Linked DNA regions of Sus scrofa: regions 1 and 2 are each linked to region 3. A link is a contact called in public Hi-C and HiChIP or PLAC-seq data. All regions are on one chromosome and are shown on one strand. The core of a region is the stretch at or near the end of the contact, and the rest is flanking DNA. Distances in the headings are between cores, read along the strand shown. Region 1 holds the start of CIB4 (calcium and integrin-binding family member 4). Region 2 overlaps KCNK3 (potassium two pore domain channel subfamily K member 3). Region 3 holds the start of KCNK3 (potassium two pore domain channel subfamily K member 3).

Evidence for each region. A called contact is a pair of places that touch in the nucleus more often than the background predicts. HiChIP or PLAC-seq counts read pairs in DNA pulled down with a chosen protein or histone mark.
Region 1: a Hi-C map of epiblast stem cells shows a contact between it and region 3, with 1.6 times the contacts expected there. The contact joins the promoter of CIB4 here to the promoter of KCNK3 in region 3. A contact is called at or near these places in 2 of 47 Hi-C or Micro-C datasets (epiblast stem cells and liver).
Region 2: a contact with region 3 is called in an H3K27ac HiChIP or PLAC-seq map of skeletal muscle. The contact joins the enhancer-like site here to the promoter of KCNK3 in region 3. A contact is called at or near these places in 7 of 47 Hi-C or Micro-C datasets (adipocytes, embryonic fibroblasts, fetal heart ventricle and 4 more) and 1 of 2 datasets of contacts at active chromatin or transcription factors (skeletal muscle).

The regions. Positions count from the first base shown.
Region 1 is chr3:112,414,344-112,417,781 of Sscrofa11.1, reverse strand. It overlaps CIB4 (calcium and integrin-binding family member 4), which reads right to left and starts at 2,073. Exons shown (of 5, transcript XM_021087727.1): 1 at 1,712-2,073. The coding sequence starts at 1,909.
Region 2 is chr3:112,323,932-112,327,132 of Sscrofa11.1, reverse strand. All of the region lies in intron 1 of KCNK3 (potassium two pore domain channel subfamily K member 3), which reads left to right. Among named protein-coding and RNA genes, the nearest start is that of SLC35F6, 29 kb to the right of the region's middle. Within about 2 kb of position 1,417, at least 12 of the 83 cell types and tissues checked have an H3K27ac peak or open chromatin away from gene starts, as enhancers often do. A contact at or near this core is called in skeletal muscle, where this site is marked.
Region 3 is chr3:112,357,505-112,360,500 of Sscrofa11.1, reverse strand. KCNK3 (potassium two pore domain channel subfamily K member 3) reads left to right here and starts at 1,289. Exons shown (of 2, transcript NM_001315680.1): 1 at 1,289-1,636. The coding sequence starts at 1,354.

The DNA of each region.
Region 1 (3,438 bases), core at 824-3,323, 56 kb before region 3:
CCAAACAGAGGATGCACAGGACCACAGCTCAGCCCTGCATCACCTATCAGTTGTACAGACAAGAGATGAGCACTCAAAGGGGAGATGTGTCATATGTGGGGTGTGAGGAGCTGGGCCAGGACCCAGCCCTCTGATCTAGTCCAGTGCTTGCTCCTCTGGGGCTCAGATCCGAGCCCCCAGGCGTGACTAGGGTGTGCTGGGTCCATGCAGAGTGCTGGGGCCACGGGTCACGCAACACCCTCCGTGCCAGCCCTCCAGGGCAGGTCTTTGCCAGCTTCTCCCCAGGGCGCCTGGCAGTCCCAGGCTCATGTCAGCACTGAGCCAAACCCTGATTAGACGCGGAGGTCAGAGTCCCGCCTGACTTTCAGGTTCTGTTGTGTCACGTGGTCCTGGGTGAATTGTTTCCCTCTTGGGAACTCGATTTTCCGATGGATAAAACCAAGGCAGAGAGCCTTGGACAGTGATTAGGCTGGCGGTTTCTAAGTTTCCTTCCAAGCTTAACATTCAGCTATTCTGGGCCGGACCGGGGACCCCACCCTCCGCCGGTTCAGCCTCGCCTTTGGGCTGCCCTGAGTGGATGGTCTGAGAGAAGTCCCCCTCCTGGCGTACACGTGTTTGTGGGTGTGGACTTGTGTGTGTAGGGCTGCAGGGCGTGCAGGGGTGTGCGTGTGAGAAGGGGGGTCTCAGGAGGACAGGCTCCCCATTTTTGTCTCCGGTACAGGCACATCCAGTTACATCATCTTTTTGAGGATTCGGCTCCCAGCTCCCCCATCCCGCTCCCCCCTCCGCATCCCTCCTGGTTCCCTTGTTGTCCCAGCTCCTGCCTCTATCGCAAGCCCCGGGCCCTATGTTCCTCCTGGGACAGGTCTGTCCCATCAGAGGGGTGGCCCCCTCCCCCAAGTGGTCTCTCCTTCACGACCCCGCCCCTCTCAGGCCCCTCCCAGCCTTTAAAGAGGCGCCCACAGCTCTCAGAGCCCTCTTGTTCCAGACAGAAAGGAAGACAGACTCCCATTGCACAATGACACCTTCGAACCATTATTCTGCCAAGATCCGAATGAAAACTCGGAACGCCTGACAGCGCCATGATTTGTTAACCTGACATCGCCTCGCTGTGCTTTGCACAAGGTTTAATTAAACTCTCAGGAGTGATTGGGGAGCCCTTGTATTGTGCACCTCTGGGCTTTTCCAGGAGCCCTGGGGCGGGGGAAGGGCAGGGCCTTTTTCACAACAGAGACAAAGGCTCAAGGATGGTCCCTAAAAGATTGGGAGTCGGGGGCACAGCGCAGCCTGTCGGAGTGCAAGGGGCCTAGGGGACCACTCCGCCCATTCAGGCGAGGACCCTGCTGAGACTAGTCTTTTCTTTTTCTTTCTTTCTTCCCTTTTTTTTTTTTTTGGTTTTTAGAGCCAAACCTGCCACATATGGAGGTTCCCAGGCTAGGGGTCAAATCAGAGCTACAGCTGCCGGCCACAGCCACAGCCACAGCCACATGGAATCTGAGTCTCATCTTCAATCTATATCACAGCTCACGTTAACGCTGGATCCCTAACCCACTGAGCGAGGCCAGGGATTGAACTTGTATCCTCATGGATACTTGTCAGGTTCGTGACCCCCTGAGTCACAATGGAAACTCCAGACCAGCACTTTGTGTGCTTCAGTGAATCCCAGTGATGCCACCTCCACCCCCTCCACCCCCACCTCCACTGGACTCACCCTCAGGGCCGGCAGGGAGCTGACCTGGTCCATGGTCAGCGTGGCCTCCTTGTAGTATTTTCCAGGGGGGCAGAGCTTCAGGAAGGAGTCATGGATGCTGAGAAGAGAGGCATGGTGGGCTGGGAGTGGGGACCAGCAGGCTGCCCCCTTCGCCTGCAAGCTGTCTTGGGAGGAAGGGGACTCAGGATTGATTGACATAGAGAAGGCAGTTATAAATCATTCTGCCCTTGCAGAAACATCCCTCAGGCTCCAGTGTGTCCCGGGGATTTAAGGATAAGCCAGGCCCAAGGAAAGGTACACGAAGGTGCCCTGTAGCCTGAACACAGCTTGCAAGTGCCCTGGAAGGGCCTTCTGTCCTCATTCCTCCAGCCCCTCATTTACGGATGAAGAAAACAGCAGGGCCTTGGGGAAGCCAGTGCACCACCCCGGGGCCATCTGCACAGGCCCACCCTCAGCCCAGAAAAAAGAGGTCGCTTGTGGGTGTGGCCGAGTCAGGATTAGAACCCAACTGCCTGCAGCCAGCAAACCACGCAGCCACCCGAGGCCAGCGAGCTGGCTCCAGACTGTGGGACTAAGCAGGTGTCCGCATCGATCCTATAATCAATGTCTCTGTCTGCCCGCCTCCTCCCTGCGCCAAGGGGTTTTGCTTACGAGGGATGGGCAGGTAGGGGGAGCTGGCTGTGCGAGAGGAAGTGGGTGGGAGCCACGTCTGCCCTAGGTCAAGAGGGGGCCGGCCATGACCCCATGTCCCTCCCAGCCCACATTCTGGGAGAATGGACTCCATCAGCCTTGTAAGGGGGCCCTGAACTTTACACGGGCAAGGTGGGCAGGAAGCCCAAAAGTGGGGTGTGGAATGGGGGAGCAGAGACCATCTCCAGGAACGAATGGGCTGAGGGAGGGATGCTAAGGATGACTGCAGGGAGGAGAGGAAAGCCATCGGAGCTGGCAGGTCCAGTGGCCTGCAGCTGAAGGGGGCGCTGGGAGTGGTCTGCCCCAGCCCGAAGCAGGAATTGTTAGAATTGCTGGGGTGGGGTGATAAAAGGCAGACTGACTTCGAGCGCATTTTATTAACTTTCAAGAATTCCCTGAGGCCATGCACCTGTATGGCCAGCGCCCAGGCTGGGCCGCTCCCACCATCCCCCACACTGGTTCCCCACTGGGGTGCCGACTGCCTGCTGCCAACTCACAGAGACATTTGTCTTTCGTGGAACTTGCATCACCATCCTACAAGGAAGGGATCGTTGTCTATTTTACAGATGCGGACACTGAGGCTCAAGGAGATGAAGCAACGCGCCTTGCCTAAGGTCACACTGGGGTCAGTGCGAAGGTCAGAGCGGTGGACACCAAAGCTTTTTAAACCCCAGGAGCCCCCAAGAGGGAGGTCTCAGGAGGACAGCAGGATGGGGGTGGGACTGGGGGAGGGCAGAAGAAAAGGAGTCCTCACTGCCATTGTCACCCCCCTTCTTGTTTCTCAGGCTCTGTGTGCTGGGTGCATTCGAGCGTATACACGCATTGAATCTTCCCAGCAACCCAGCGGGAGAGGTACAGGGGTGATCATTGCTATAGATGGGTAAATTGAGGCTCAGAGAGTTGAAGGAGGCTGCCCAAGGCCATACAGCTCAGAAGAGGTAGAGTGTGGGGTCTGAACCCTAAACTAGGCTTTTCGGGCTGTCTACCCACCTCTAAAGGGCCGGCCTCCCCCCATCCAAGTGAAAGAGTCTCAGCCC
Region 2 (3,201 bases), core at 168-2,667, 33 kb after region 3:
GCGAAGGGGCGGGGTCACACTGCCCCAGGTCTGAGGCTTGGAAGAGCATCTGAATCCCTGGATATCGTACCCTGTTGCCACTTCCGCCCTGTCCAGCTCAGGGCAGTGCCCCAGGATGAGGCTCCCAGTGCGATGCTCGGGCCTCAGTTTCCCGCGCGGGTGGCCCTTCCTGAATGGTAAACTGGCTCTGAGGCATCTGAGTGATGAGTCAGAAAGCCCTAGCGGTCTTGGCCAAGTCACAAGGCTGCTCCAGCCTTCCCTGCTCCAGCTATAAAGCAGAGATAGTCAGAATAATGACCGTGTAGGAGTTTTGTGGATTAAAGTTAAAAATGTATCTGAAAGATAAGACCTTAGCCTGTGGTAGGAAGCGAGAGCAGGCCCTGGGGGCATCCGGCTCAAGGGCCAGGCACGTCTAGGCTGGGGCCACCCTGGACACACGTTGGTGGCTGTAGCAGCACGTGAGGCTCGGGCCTAGGGGCCTTTGGTTAAGCCTGGATGGGCCCTTCGCTATGAAAAAAATCGCTAAATTCAACAGGAGGCAGACAGGGGATGGAGCCTGTCGCTTGTGGCTGGAGACAGGGAGAGCAAGAGGGCACTCAGGATCTGGGCAGGCGGGGGCAGGGAGGACAGGGGGCCAGGCCCTGGCAGAAGAAGGCGGCCACCGTGTCTGCTGGGATGCGGGCTGGATCCAGATGCGTGAGGGCTTTCCTGAAGCTGGGGGACTTTGTGAGCCATCCGCAGGAGGCAGGGAGGCCTCTGGGCCGGCAGACACTGGTTTTTCCTAAAGGACAGTGGACTTGGAGCAGTCGCAGCTTATGAACAAATACAGGGCGAGGGAGCAGTGGTGGCGAGAGGGGGGTCCCTTTCCTCGATGGTAGGATACAGCTGCCTGACCCCCCGAGACTGCCCACCCTCAGAATGACCTTCCCCTGCGAGTCCCATTACCGCCGTTTCATTTCTCAACACCACAGGTTTCAAAGCACCTTCATGCCCAGTCTCTACTGCTGACTGGCAACGGTCCAGCTCTGGCAATGGTGGCAGGGTGGGGATTCGCAGTCAGAGCTCAACCCCTGAGAGTGCAGACCAGACAAGAGAGGCCCAGAGAGGGGACAGGACTAGCCCAAGGTCACACAGCCAGCTCATGGTCAAGCTGGGCTGGTCCATGCCTCCCACTCGCTGTGAGGCCCCAGTCTCAGTGCCATGCCCTCCCCCACGCTCCGTGCTGTGCCGGCCTGGGGGACAGGGAAGGACAGGATGAGAAGCTGCTCTGGCTCCGAGCCGGCCCAGCTGTCGAGGTGAGTTGTGGTCTGGCTGCTGGGGCCGAGCTGGCGGGCACAATCTGTTCTCACCCCGCTGGGGCGCAAACGGGCCAGGCATGACGGCTCCAGAGCTCAGCTAGCCAGGCCCCTGGCAAATGGGGACACAGTCACCAGCTAGATGCCACAGCTAGGGGGCAGAGAAGCCCATTCTAAGGGCAGCCCACAGCCTCACACGCCCCAGGGCAGCTGTCCCCAGACCTCCCTGGGCTTTAAGAGTCACGTGGCCTTGGGCTGACAGAGACAACACCTTTACCGGAACCGAGCTGTCCCCCAGCCCAGGTGATCGATTGGAAACCTGAGGGAAATCTGGCTTCATTCATCACGAATCACACGGAGCTGTTACTGAGCGCTTGCTATGCCCCAGGCTGTACGCTAAAGGCACTACACATGTTATCTCGCTTATTTCTCCCCAAAAGCCCGGTGATGCAGGCGCGACTTATTAGCCCTATGTTATAGATGTGGAAACCAAGGCTCAGGGAGGATTTTAAAAAAACACAGTCCGTGGCAGAGTCAGGAATCTGAGTTCAAATCAGACGCCAAAGCAGATGGTATGCTGCCCTGTCATCAATTCATCAGACGAGCCGTATTTGGGGCATACCCCATGGGTGTGGCTGCCTATGCGGAGGGGGACCAGGGAAGACGACAAGGTCCAGCAGTACCCACGCCTTCCACCCCAAGGGAGTACTGAGCTGTCCATACGTAGTTTAGGGACCTGAGGGACAGAGCAGGGGACGGTGGTAACAATGACCCTGGACTTCGAAATTGAACATTCTCAGTGCCACTCAAAGCAGGGATCACTTTCAGCTGTGAGCAATCCGGGACACCTGCATGGAAGAAGAAGCATTTGATGAAGTTTTGCTAAAGTTTAGCAAGGAGGAAAAAATGGAGAGCCTGTCAGCATTATTTTATTATAATAATCCTATTAATAAAAGTGATAAATATCTTAACAGATCAGCGAAGGAAGCAGGGCCAGACCAGCAGACATTATTTTACAGTTGGGGAAACATGCTCAGAGAGGGTGAGCGATTTGCCCAAGGTCACACAGCCACTAGCGACAGGGCCAGAACTTGTGCCTAGGGCTTTTAAGTTACCATCTTGGGTCCTTTCCCCTTGGAGTCTTCAGGCAGAATTCTTGACTTAGGCCATGTGACTGGCTGGCTGGCTGGCTTGGAGGGAGGCTTTGCCTCTGCCTGGCTCCTGGCCCACTGAGGGCGGAGGAACTGGGGGGGGGGGGCATGATAGGGGTTGAGGTTGTCTGACTGGTGATAGTAACACCTGGAAGAACCACCAGGGCTCTTCCTTTGACAAAGACAATGCCACATCCCCTTGAGGACAGACCCTACTTTGGGACCAGGCACAGAGGATGACCCCCGGGCCCCAGACTGGGTCTGATGAGGACTCTGGAGCATTAAGTCATGGCGGGAGGGAACTGTCTCCTTTCTCCTTCTCTGACATGGGTGGACCTGCTGCTGCCTCTGGGAGATTGGAGGGCCCCAGGCTCGAACTACCATCCTAAGCTTTGGCTGAAATTAAGGAAGTCATCAAGACGCATCTGTGCCCCAGGTTCCCCCCTTCACACTGAATCCCAGAATGTCAGAACTCGTTTGGTCCAACCTCCACCCATTACAGTCAAGGAAACAGAGGCCCAGAAAGACACGGAAGAGGTCCAAAGCCCACAGACACTAAACCAAAACCCAGGTCTCCCAACTGACTCGCCGGTACCGTTCCCTCTATCCATACTGCCTCTAGACTTAAGTTGCCAACAGCAGTACGAGTCAGCTCCTTTTCTGGGTATAGAAAACAGCCAGGTCTTTGAAGCCACCTTGCCTCTAATTCAAAGGCAGGTTGCTCTGCTTCCAAACAATGAGACCTTGGAAAAGTC
Region 3 (2,996 bases), core at 40-2,539:
TGTGGACAAACGAAGAAACCGAGGTGTCGAAGGAGGTCTCCTGGCTCCTCCAGGTTGTCAGCAAGCCTCCGGATCTGGGCCCCCACCAACCCTATTTCAACTAGATCCCAGTCCTGTTGGGATGCCCCCTGGTGGTGTCCAGAGCTGTCGCTGGCAGCCCAGCCCAAGCCCAGCCCCGCCAGCCGGTGCAGGTCGAGCGCCATAGCTGTTAAGACAGACGGCCCCTGCGGAGCAGAGAGGAGGCCCTGGGACTGGGTGCTCCTGGCCTAGGCTACCCGTCTGTGCTTCCTCAGCCAGATCCAGGAGCTGTGCGGACCTGGGAAGGGACACTTTTCACAAGAGCAGGGCTTCCCCTTGGGTGCCGGCCCACATGTGCCCAGGTCCACAGCTGTGCCCTCCTGCTTCTAAGACAGCCAGCAGCATGGCAGAGGCTTGTAGCCTGGGAGGAGGGAAAGCTTGGTGGAGCCTTACCCCGTGCCCTTGCATGTCACCAGAGCTCCCTGTGCTCGCTTTCCTCATCCACATAGCAAAAGGCGGGACAGCAAGGCCCGAGGTCCCTTCCAGCATAGCCTGTCCTGATGTTGGCGGAGGGATGGGGGGGGCGGGGTAGAGGAATTGATCTGCGGGCTCTTTCCCTCTTGTTTGCTTTCTGTCTCTGTGGCATCGGTTTATCGCCAGCCATCCAGGTCTCTCTGGCTCCGTCTCCTGCTCTTTCTGTTTCCATCTTGCGCTCTGAGCCGCTCTCGCCCTGTGTTTTTCTGCCTGCCTCTTTTTCCTGAGTCTCTGAGTCTACCTCGGGTTGGCTCTCCTCGTCTGTCACACCCCCCCTCTGCCTCTTTTTCTCCCTCTTCGTCTAGAGTTCTCTGCGTCTCTCTGGCTACTTCGCTTTCGCCGGGCTCGCCCTCTCCCTCTCGCTCCCGCTCTCTCGCTGTCTCTCTCGGTCCTGCCCGGTCCCTCCACGCTCTCCCGCTCGCTCCCCCCCCCTTCCCCCTCCGCCAGCCCCCCTGCTCCCTCCCTCGGCGCGTCTCCCCAGTCCTTATTTGGCTGGGCGGGAGGGCTGGCGGGAGGAGGCGGCCTGCGGGCGGGGGGCGGGGGCGGGGGGCGGGAGCAGGGCCGGGCGGAGGAGGGCGGTGGGTGGTGCTGAAGGGACAGCTCCGCGGCGGCGGCGGCGGCGGCGGCGGCAGCGGCGGCGGCGTTGGCGGCGGCGGCCCCGGGGCGCGGAGTGGGTGCCCGGCGCGGGGGAGCGGCGAGCGCAGCCATGCCCCAGGCCGCCTCCGGGGCAGCAGCAGCGGCGGCCGGGGCCGGGGCGCGGGCCGGGGGCGCCGGGGGGCCGGCGGCGGCCCGGGCGGGACGATGAAGCGGCAGAACGTGCGCACGCTGGCGCTCATCGTGTGCACCTTCACCTACCTGCTGGTGGGCGCCGCGGTCTTCGACGCGCTGGAGTCGGAGCCGGAGATGATCGAGCGGCAGCGGCTGGAGCTGCGGCAGCAGGAGCTGCGGGCGCGCTACAACCTCAGCCAGGGCGGCTACGAGGAGCTCGAGCGCGTCGTGCTGCGCCTCAAGCCGCACAAGGCCGGCGTGCAGTGGCGCTTCGCCGGCTCCTTCTACTTCGCCATCACCGTCATCACCACCATCGGTAACTACTCGCCGGGCGGGGACCCGGGGGCTGGGCGCCCGGTTCTAGGGGAGTCGGGAGCCGGCTGGGGTTGGGGAGGTTCCCCCTGGAGAAGGGGTAGGCGCCGAACTCCGCGCTCCCAGAAACCCGAGTTCAGCCTGGCGTGTCTGCTCCGCGGGGACAGGGCTCGGGGGAAGCGTCGAATCCTGGCTCCGGACCTGACTCTCCGGCAGGGCCAGCCCCAACTTGTCCCTGCCAGGCTGCGAGAGGGCCCCAGGGGACTCTGAAGTGTGTGAGAGGGGCAGGAACGACTGGCGGAGGCTGAGGAGGAGGGGTGTGGCCGGGCCAGGCCCTGGAGCCGGGCGCCGAGGGTGAGTGCCGGGGGAGCGCTCGACTCCTCCGTGTCAGTGTCGCTGCAGAGGGGCTCCCGGACCCCGGCGGATCTACACCGGCTGGGGCTCCAGGGATGCAGGTACTTGGCACTTCAAGGCACACCAGGCCACTCTGGGTGCCTGAAACACCCCGTAACTGTGGCGAAGAGTACTGCTTGGGGTGTGTGTGTGTGTGGGTGTGTGTGTGTGTGTGTGTCCCCGTCCAGCTCCAGGAGTTTCCGCTCTGCCAGCCAGGGCCTTTAATTTTCTTAGGGCAGCAGAGCTAGTGCTGGAAGCCAAATCCAGCCCTGTCGGCTTTCTTTACTGCTGTCCCAGGAAAACAGGCACCTCACAGGGATGGCCCCGGCTCTCTTCTTCAAGCCAGGGCAGACTGGTGCATAGCACAGACACATGGTCAGACTCTCACGACATAGGCACAGGTGCACACACAGGTACACACACAAGCACACACAGGACATACACAGGAACACACACAAAGCACACCAGCAGTTATGCAGGAAAGTCTCTCCCGTGAGGCCCTTGATGTGCTCGTCAAAAGTGTCCAAACGGGAATAAACACCTCACCCACTCCCAAGATTAAGTCCAGCCCGGCTCCACCTCGCCTCCCGCTGTATGACCTTGGGCAAGTCCCTTCCCCTGCCTGGGTCTCAAGCTCACTTCCAGACCATGATGAAGTGATCTCAAGGGCTCCTCCCAGTCCTGATGTCCCCCCAGCCCACCTTCATCCGAAGGCCATGGGGATGCCTCCAGGAGCTGTTTCCTCCATCTTTCCCACTCAGCCTCCTCTCCCTGTCCCCCTCCTGGCCTTGGCTGAGTTCCCAGGGGCTCACTGCCACTTGGCATAGCCCAGGGCAAGATGGCAGTGTTTTCCTGGGAGTCCGCAGGAGTGGAGGGGAGGTAAAACGCAGGACTGGACACTGTCCCTGCTGTTTATCCACTGCAGGTCTCTGTCCCGAGGTTCTGCTGCTCTCTGGGGACCACAGGGAGCT